2 separate regions of the Mus musculus genome follow, and region 1 is linked to region 2. The links are chromatin contacts, called in public capture Hi-C maps. All regions are on one chromosome and are shown on one strand. The core of a region is the stretch at or near the end of the contact, and the rest is flanking DNA. Distances in the headings are between cores, read along the strand shown. Region 1 overlaps Heatr6 (HEAT repeat containing 6). Region 2 overlaps Ap2b1 (adaptor-related protein complex 2, beta 1 subunit).

Region 1 (4,633 bases), core at 814-3,313, 440 kb after region 2:
CGGCGTGAAGGTAATCTCGCTACAAGTGACACGTATGCTTCTGTGGTTTCCCAGGTTTCAGGTGAGGAGGGGCACGTCCCTCTCCTGACTCGTCTGCAGAGAGTTAGCTGAGCATAAGGTGTCAGCTTTGCTCCTTGAAAGAAGAGCTCTGTCAGAGTCGCTGAGAAAAGAAAAACCAGTTAGAAATTACTTTTCCTATGTTGTGTGCACGCCTTTTAACTCCAGCATGAGAGAGGCAAAAGTCATTGGATCTCACAAGTTCGAGGCCAGCCAGGGCTACATAATGAGACCCTGTCTGAAAGAAACAAACAAAAAGGAAAAGGAAGGAAGAGAAACTACTTTTGCTGTTGATTTGAGATGATGCAGACTGAAGCAGGGTATTTGCGGCCTCCGTAGAACCGAGTCTCTGCTCTGACCGTCATTTCTTGTATCTTGGCAGCTCCTGGAAGAACTGGGTGCAGGCTTGATACAGCAGTACAAGCCAGATTCCAACATAGCGCCTGAACAGAGAGTGCCAGTCCACCTGGTAAGCCCACCTCCAGCCCCCGTGTCTTCTCCTCTGTTCTACTGGGCTCAGTAATGAAGCGGAGCAGGTGATGTCATTTCCTCCAGTGTTGAAAACTATGGTGCGCCAGTGAAATGGCGCTGCGGGAAGGATGCTTGCCGCCCAAGGCTGCACACCTGACAGTCTGAGTGTGATCTCTGGAGCCCACATAAGGAACCAATTCCACCAAGTTTTCCTCTGACATCCCCATGTGCACCATGACAGATGTGGCCACAAAGGTCATACATGTGCACACTAATAACAGATAAAATTCAGAACAAATCTATGGTGTTCCGGTTGTGGAATAAGCACACCAGAATTTATTATTACTGGGATATGGCATGTGTGCTAATGTCTACATGTGGAGAGTAAAAGATAGTTTGTGGAGTTGGTTCTCTATGGCCACTTTTATTTGGGTTCCAGAGATTGTACTCAGGTCACCAGCTTGCACAGCAAGTGCCTTTACACACTGAACCATCTCATCTGCCCCAGGACTTCTTACCCCTGTTGAACTATAAGCGGCTACTGTTGATTAACCCTGTAGCTACTACCTCTGCTCTCTATCACCACCACCACCATCATTGTCACTATTTCTGTCAACTCAGTTACACTGTAGTGTCCTACTGGATGTGGCTGGTTATTTCAGAAGTTGTTTCCATTACTTTGGAAGATGAACAGTGAAAACACTTATAAAAAGCTACCACTTCAGCCAAACTCTTCTCATCTGCAAGGCTGCATCTAGAGGGCATGGCTTCACAGGTCCCACATTAGCCACTTTTTGCAGTAAATCTCCACCCAAATATGCCCCTGCAGTGAAAACACAACTCAATATGAATACATGCTGTACGCCTAGTTTGGGCGGATCTACTGCTACACTGCCATCTTCCACATTTATTGAGACCCCTTAGAACTTTCGGATTCTCCAGGCCATGTGCTTCTGCTCTGCTTTTCTTCTTCCTCCTCCTCTGCATCCTCTCCCACTTCCATTTTCTCTCTCTCTCTCTCTCTCTCTCTCTCTCTCTCTCTCTCTCTCTCTCTCTCTCTCTCTCTCTCTCTCCTTCCACTCCACCTTCCCTTTTATCTGCCCAATCATCAGCTCTCCTTTATTTTACAAATTAAGGTGGGAAGCAGGTTTACAGGAAATCACCTCTGGTTCTAACTTGCTGTATTCCAGGTGGTGGTGTTCTGGACTGCGATGCTGAGTGGTCCTTTGCCCCGAGCCCTGCAGTCTGCAGAGCACCCGACTCTCCAGGCGAGCGCCTGTGATGCCCTGTCCTCCATCTTGCCAGAGGCCTTCAGCAGTCTGCCGGTAACCTGCCACGGACCCTCACTCCTTGACCATGCCCTGGGCATCAGGGCACCAGCGTGATTCTCTGTTCTGAAACCTTTTCAGCCTCCTCTCTTTAATAAAGAAGCTGTTTCTGTTGAGTTTGTGGCGAGAACAGTGAAGTGTTGCTCCTCCAGGAAAGCCTGGCCTCCTGGGCCCTAGAGGGTGTGGGTGTGGGCAGCACAGCTCTGAGGGCGGATTTCACAAGCATGTCGTGTCCTGAGATGAAAGTCTTGGGTCCACATCCCAGCCATTCCTCCAGCTCTTTGGCTCCTTGAATTTCTTTAAAGCTTTGTATCATCCGTTTATCAGAGGAGTCAGATGAGAGGTGACTGTTAAAAATCCTTGTTAAGAGGCCTCCACCTGGGGTCTTCACCCAGCCCATACCTGATCCATCGCCCTGGGTGAGGATCCTTTGTCTGATTTTGGCTGCTCCTGTTCATTCCTCAGTGGCTTTTTAACTGTTCTTAGTTATGTAAATTAGCTTTTATAAGGGAGGCAGGTAATGAGGCAGAAGGATTAAATGAACTTGTTCACGTCATTGAAAGGTGCAGTGTGATAAGATGCTCTGCGTGCGCCTTACCCAGAATCCCTGCTCACACACCTGCCCCGGTGTCAGGCACCTGCCCTTTACAGGAGTCCGCTGCAGGTCGCAGTGGGGATTGAACCCTGCACAGGCGCTCTCCCCACAGCTGCTCCTGGAAGACTGGCTCACTGTTCTTCCTTCTCACTTTCCCTGTTTCAAACCTTCTCGTTGCAGAACGACAAGCAGATTTTGTGCATTACAGTGTTGCTCGGCCTGAATGACAGCAAGAACCATCTAGTGAAAGCCGCCACCTCCAGGGCCCTTGGAGTCTACGTGCTTTTCCCGTGCCTCAGACAGGTAAGAGGAAGCCTGGCGTGCCCTCCCCCAGTTCCTCGGCACCTATACCGTTTGTGGGCGTGAGGCTTCTGCGCTGACAGTGAAAGAAATTAGCCTGTTATGTGGTCAGATTTCCTCAGGTGCTATTTCGCTGCACAGCACCTGCGCTTCCTTTGCTAATTGTTCAACACACTGCCTGGGACTGTAGTGTGCAGCAAATGTTTAATTAGTGAATAATTGTCTAAGGATGAAAAAGAGGAAGTTACCACATGGAAGTAATGACTGAGAAACGGTGCTTTTGGGAACTACTTTCACTGTCAGGACGTTGTTGAGGGAGGTGGCAGTCAGCCCAAGCACTGAACGCACAGGTGACGGTCCCAGGCTCACACTGGCTCCATAGCAAACTTTTTAAATCAAAATCAAAATTACCGTAAAGGCCTAAAGCTTTCTGTGAAAATAAGCTGTAAGGTTCAGAGGCAGCAGTGTAAACTCCTTAGTAATGTAGCCTGGTTTGTTGTACAGGACGTCATATTTGTTGCAGACACAGCAAATGCTATATTGATGTCACTTCAAGATAAGTCACTAAACGTGCGCGCCAAAGCAGCCTGGTCCCTGGGCAACCTGACAGATACTCTGATTGTCAACATGTAAGTGACTCAGCTGTTTTCCCTGAGTGGCATCTTTTTCAGAATCCCTAAAAGGTGTCTTTCATCCCTACTGCGAAAGAATTGGCAAGAATCCCCTCATATTATGCGGGCGTTTTTGCTACTTTGTTTTAATATTCCTCTAAGCAATAAACCCAGTAGTTTATTTTAATGTATTAAGAGTACATATGCTGGGCAGTGGTGGCACATGCCTTTAATCCCAGCACTTGGGAGGCAGAGGCAGGCGGATTTCTGAGTTCGAGGCCAGCCTGGTCTACAGAGTGAGTTCCAGGACAGCCAGGGCTGTACAGAGAAACCCTGACTCAGAAAAAAAAAAAAATTTAAAAAAGAATACATATTACTCTATTACAGTATATATATCTTCAACAATACCATGTGCTATTGTAAGTGTATACCCACATTGTAGAAAATGTCACAGTAGGAATCCAAAACCTTTGTAACAGTTGCTCTGTTCTTAGGATGCAGAGGGGGTTTTTTGGATTTGTTTTATTAAATATTTTTACATATATTTTAACTCCTCTCAGATCCTCCCACCCTCCTACCCATCCAACTTCATATTCGATCGATCTCTCTCCCTCTCCTTCTCTCTCCCCTTCTTTCTTCCCCTATCCCTCCCTTCCTCCCTCAAAAAACAGGAGCCTGCCCTGGAGTGTAGTTGATATACCCAGGACACTCCATTGGAGGAAGAAAAATAAATAAATTTTAAATATATATATATATATGTGTGTGTGTATGTGTGTGTGTGTGTGTGTGTGTGTGTGTATACATATATATGTATGTGTGTGGAATTTATTCACAGGTCAAAAGATTTTGAACAGTACTAAGGGGTATGCAGTATAGAATCCGCCTCCTTCCCATAATGCCCCATTCCTATCACTAGAACTGGCAGCCATCATACTTTCTGTCACTTAATTCTGTATAAGAGGCATGTGTAGCACACAGGGCCATTCTCTGCACTGGGTGTTTAATAAACACCTGCTACACCAACCCCACCAAGAGATGTATCCTTCTCCATCCCCTTGCTGAGTGCTCATTTTAGGCCTTGGACTTGTGGGTATCTACAGGCAGTGAACACTTCCAGGCATAAAATGTCCATTTTGACATACCCCTGTGATTGCATTCTTAAGTGTGGAACTGCAGGATTGACACCTAGGTATGGTGGCATTTGCCTGTAATCCCAGCACTCAGGAGGCTGAGTCAGGAGGATCACAAATTTGAAGTCAACATAGGCTCCA
Region 2 (5,086 bases), core at 507-3,006:
CCTAAACTCACATTCCCTGGGCCTCAGTCTCCCAAATGTGGGATTCCAGACATGAGCCTCTACGCCTGGCTTTTATTTTGTTTTCTTTTCTGTACATAGCTTTTGGTTAATATGTGTTCTTAGGTATTGTATTTTGTTTTGATTTTCATTTTTTTTTGATGCTACCTATTTATTTATTATTTTATATATTTATTGTTCAAGGCGGCAGCATGAGCCAAGGTCCATATGTGGAGGTCAGAGGACAGTTTGTAGGAATTGATTCTCTCCTTCCACCATGAGGCTCCTGGAGATCAGTCTCAGGTCATTAGGCCTGGTGGCTAGTGCGTTTATCTGATGATCCATCTGGCTGGCCCTAATACAGTACCACTTATTGATTGCTTTTTAGACTTAATAGACTTTCCCAGAGTCTAGATTGGACCTCATACCTCTGTCCCCTTTAGATGACTAAATCTGGAGGCTTGTGACAGTCAAAAGTTTTAGATGATGTTGTGTGGTTCCTTTTGAATTGTGACAAGAGGCACACAATTTAATGACCTGTAATAGTTCAGAGGGATAATTGTTCAGACTTGCCATTAAGTTTTGGGAACTTTTCTCACAATCCTATCCTTAAAAAAAAAAAAAAATCACAGTATCAAGAAATCTATTTTATCAGTTTGTAGTATATATTCAATTAATAAAAGATGAATGGGAGCCAGATGTGGTGGCACATGCCTTTAATCCCAGCACTTGGGAGCAAGAGGCAGGCAGATCTCAGAGTTCAAAGTCAGCCTGGTTGGTCTACAGAGAAAGTTCTAGGGCAGCCAGGACTTTACAGAAAAGCCCTGTCTAGAGCCGGGTGTGGTGGCGCACGCCTTTAATCCCAGCACTTGGGAGGCAGAGGCAGGCAGATTTTTGAGTTCGAGGCCAGCCTGGTCTACAAAGTGAGTTCTAGGACAGCCAGGGCTAAATAGAGAAACCCTGTCTTAAAAAAAAAAAAAAAGAAAGAAAGAAAAGAAAAGAAAAAGAAAAGCCCTGTCTAAAAACAACAACAACAACAAAAAACAAAAAACAATAAACAAAATCTCTTAGAATATTTTGAGCCATAGATAAATGAAAAAAAAATTGTAAGTCCAAACAAAATTCCTAGGTTTAGATACACGCTGTGCTGGAGGCCAGAGAGATGGCTCAATGGTTAAGAGTATTTGCTGATCTGTCATGAGAACCAGAGCCCAGTTTTCAGAAACCACATCAGAGAGAGAGAGAGAGAGAGAGAGAGAGAGAGAGAGCACGCACACATACACACCCCCTACCTACTTCCTAGAGAGAGAGGGAGAGAGGGAAGGAAGAAAAGGAGAGGGAAGGAAAGGAGAGGGGAGGGTGGGAGGAAGGGAGAGGCCAGTAAAGAAACACCAAAAACACCCTATTCAGTGTCTGTTCACTTAAGAATTCCAGTAAGGATCCCCAGTGTTGATGTGTTCTTCAGTTACCTTCCTTTCCTTCTACTCTCCTGGCTTTTGTTTGTTTGGTTTTCTTAATGTTTTCCCCATTGTCCAGGTTACTGTTCACTCGTTTAACAGAGTTATGTGGAAGATAGAGATCGCTTGCTCAGTGCAGAGCTCTTGACTAGCCAGTGGGAGGCCCGAGGTTTGCTCCTAGCAAAACACACAAAACCAAACCCAAAACTGTTTTCAATGTGTTTGCTAATGAATAAAATCTGGTATATTCCTAGAATTGTTAATGCTGATATACATTGTATCATTTAGCCTCTAGTAGCTTTAGCAGAGTCAGTGCCTGTCTGACTCAGGCAGTGTACTTGTATGTTTCCTTTTCTGTGTTGAGATAGTGTTATTGGATTAACTTAAGTGTTGATGTTTCTTTCCCTAGCAATCAGCAGAACGCTGTGTAAGCACACTGCTTGATCTAATCCAGACCAAAGTAAATTATGTGGTCCAAGAGGCAATTGTTGTCATCAGGGACATCTTCCGAAAATACCCCAACAAGTATGTCAAAATTCATGTAATCTTCTTTCTCAGATCATTTGGGAAACGTATAAGTAAGGCACTTTGAAATTGACTCGGTAAGAATTATTATTCCATATATAACTGGTCATAGTAGATTTTTTTTTAATGAAGTCAGAGATACATAGTGGGTATCAAACAGACACTAAAACTTCTCGTTTAAATATGGGAATGGAGTTTTAAGTTGGCCCCATGTGCTGGGATTACAGGCATGAGCCACCATAGCAGCTGTTCATTATTTTTGTAGAAATGAGGCTTAGCTTAAGTATATACTTGGCATAGACTACATCAAACACATAAGATTGTTTGTTGTGTCAGAGTTACCATTACACAGGAAGCCTATTTATCCCTAGGTGTCTTGATACACTCGCTCCATGCAGACCAATGATTGTGTCCTTCCTCCTCTCAGAATAACTTTTCCAGCCGCCATGCTGTTTGCTCAGCATGGGGCCCCACTGCCTTGTGGGAGCAGCAGAGTGCATTCAATAAGTTACTCCCCTGGCCTCTGCTGACACACTGGGGCTGCTCCCACAGGGATCATTTACATCACAAAGTTTTTACTGGGGCTCTTAGTTCATAAAACAAAATACTTTGATTCTGAGACCTGCAGTCCAGAATTAGTGCAGGATTTGGGTTTTTGTGAGATTTTTTTTTTGTTTTGTCTTGAGAAGTGTTATTTTTAGAAAGAGGACCACCACCTTTTACTCAACTCCCTCCAAAAGTGAAGGATCAAGTTTCTAAACTGTTTTGTTACAGGTTAAGGAAAAAAAAAAGATCAATAGAGAAATGTGTAAAACTTGTGTAAATAAGGGGTTATGACAGTTTAATTTCAAGAAAATAGTCAGAGTCTGGTTTAATAAGTAGGAATAGGGCAGATACTTGGCCTAGTATACTAGTTATCCACATTAATATATTCTGTTTCAGTCTAATGTTGAAAATCACATTAGCCAGCTAGATCTGATGGCATGGGCCTATAATCTCAGCTATTCAGGAGGCCAAGACAGGACATGGACAAGCTCAAGCCAACCCTTGCAACCTAGCAAGACCCTGCTTTAAACAAGAGGAGAGCAGTAGGCTGAGAATACTGCTCATAGGAAAGAGTTTGCCTGGTATGTGTTGGATCCTAGGTTCAGTCTTCAGTAATAAAAATAAAATTTTAAGTTATGTTAGTAAAGGACGTATAGATTCAGCAAGGTGAATACGTAGTTATAAGAAAGGTTGATTTTTAAACACAAGATAATGGTATTTTCTTATACCACAGGTTAATTTATTCCCTCGTGAACATGTCTGTCTCATGAGCTCTTGTACAAGTTTAAAGCTTAGTTACTAAAACATAATTGAACTGGCTTTGGTGGCACACACCTTTAGTCCCATCACTCAGGAGGCAGAGGCAGATGATCTCTGTGAGTTCAAGGCCAGCCTGGTCTACAGAGTGAATCATAGGACAGCAAGGTCTACATAGAGAGTCCCTGTCTCAACACAACAAACCATAATTGAAGAACAGTGGTTCACAGTCATCTGTAACTCCACTCCCAGGGGATCCAACACTGCCTTCTGACCTCTGCAAGTACCAGGCCTTCATGTGATACACACACGTACATGCAAGCTAAACACTCATATATGCAAATTTATAAAATTGTACATAAAAAATATTTTAAAGCATATTTGAAGAAAAATTTAAGCCATGCAATTTTGACTTACTACATTCTGTTGACTAAAAACCTTTGCAGCTTGGAATCCCTTGTGTATGGTTTTTTTACTTTAGCTTCTACTGTTAAATACAGTTCTTAGTTTTGGCCTTAGTAACTAGTCCATTTGTTACAACAGGTATGAAAGTATTATTGCCACCCTCTGTGAAAACTTGGACTCCCTGGATGAACCCGATGCCCGAGCAGCTATGATTTGGATTGTAGGAGAATATGCTGAAAGAATCGATAACGCAGATGAATTACTAGAGAGTTTCCTGGAAGGTTTTCATGACGAAAGCACCCAGGTAAGTCTCTTCCATCCCGTGCTCTAGATCTCTTCAGAACAAGAGCTGAGAAGGTGAAATGTTAGCTAGTTTTTTGTGTATGTTTGTTTGTCATGGTTTCTTCGTCTCAAAAGGGATGATCGTTTTGGTCAGCACTGTTTTCTAGATAACAAAGCTGCAGCGCTTAGAGCAGTGGTCATAGACTATGATGGGCATTGGAACATTTGGGGGCTGAGGAGACACAGAGCGAGAAGCACCTGCACAGTCAGTTCCCACCTGCTGCGGTGCTGCTCCAGAAGAGAGCGAACTTCCCTGCAGTGATGTTGAGCAGTAATCAGGGTCTTATTTTCTGTCACTTAAGGATGATTACAAATTGTCCTTGGTATTTGCTGTTGCTCATTATAGTGCAGCATAGCGAGGTTTGAGAAGATTCTACATAGATGATTAGATTTCTTCCCATCTGTCCCTCTCTCCAACTAAAATTAGAGTCAGAGGCTCAGAGAGGCAGTCAGATTATTAAGCCCTTTCTCCCTGGCATTTGTGCTCATAGCAAATAGAACTTTGTGTATGTAATCCATTATAGTAATTTAATAGGCCTAATATTAATAGTGGCACAGCAGGCTCCCTCTAATTGGCTCTAATCTGACACAATTCTGTTTTGGCTCCTATCCCAGTATGGCAAATGATGTCATGAGTCCTTCAGACTTGTAAGCTTTGGTCAATGTAAATAATACACGGTTTGGTGAAGAGCCATTCTTACTACTTTATGTATGTACTATAAAAAATACATTTAAAGGCTGGCTCAGAGGACAAGCCTGGCAACCTGGGTTTGGTCCCTGGAACTCGTGTAAAGGTAAAAGGAGAGAATTCACTCCACAGAGTTGACCTCTACGTGTGCACTGTGACACATGCACTCACACACATCACGCATCCAGACATATCATCATCATTTTTTTTTTATTAAAATAAAGAACAGTTGAAAATCTGGCCCAGAAACAAACCACTTTTTATACCAAAAGAGCAACTGGAAAATGAGAGGCTGGTGCATGGTCAATGATTGCTTTGTACTGCAGAGACTGCTTTCGGCTGCTGTTTGTCACACTGGCTGAGCTTTAAC

What was found. Capture Hi-C pulls out chosen DNA fragments and counts their contacts.
Region 1: a contact with region 2 is called in a capture Hi-C map of embryonic stem cells, with 4 times the contacts expected there. The contact joins two enhancer-like sites. A contact is called at or near these places in 7 of 484 Hi-C or Micro-C datasets (bone marrow-derived macrophages, cardiomyocytes, cortical glia and 4 more) and 2 of 9 other capture datasets (embryonic stem cells and liver).

What each region holds. Positions count from the first base shown.
Region 1 is chr11:83,773,983-83,778,615 of GRCm38.p6, forward strand. It overlaps Heatr6 (HEAT repeat containing 6), which reads left to right. Exons shown (of 20, transcript NM_145432.3): 13 at 1-10; 14 at 440-526; 15 at 1,719-1,853; 16 at 2,632-2,754; 17 at 3,256-3,380. Among named protein-coding and RNA genes, the nearest start is that of Heatr6, 23 kb to the left of the region's middle. Within about 2 kb of position 2,064, at least 7 of the 459 cell types and tissues checked have an H3K27ac peak or open chromatin away from gene starts, as enhancers often do. A contact at or near this core is called in embryonic stem cells, where this site is marked.
Region 2 is chr11:83,337,450-83,342,535 of GRCm38.p6, forward strand. It overlaps Ap2b1 (adaptor-related protein complex 2, beta 1 subunit), which reads left to right. Exons shown (of 22, transcript NM_001035854.2): 10 at 1,864-1,979; 11 at 3,825-3,990. Among named protein-coding and RNA genes, the nearest start is that of Gm23951, 27 kb to the right of the region's middle. Within about 2 kb of position 1,757, at least 5 of the 459 cell types and tissues checked have an H3K27ac peak or open chromatin away from gene starts, as enhancers often do. A contact at or near this core is called in embryonic stem cells, where this site is marked.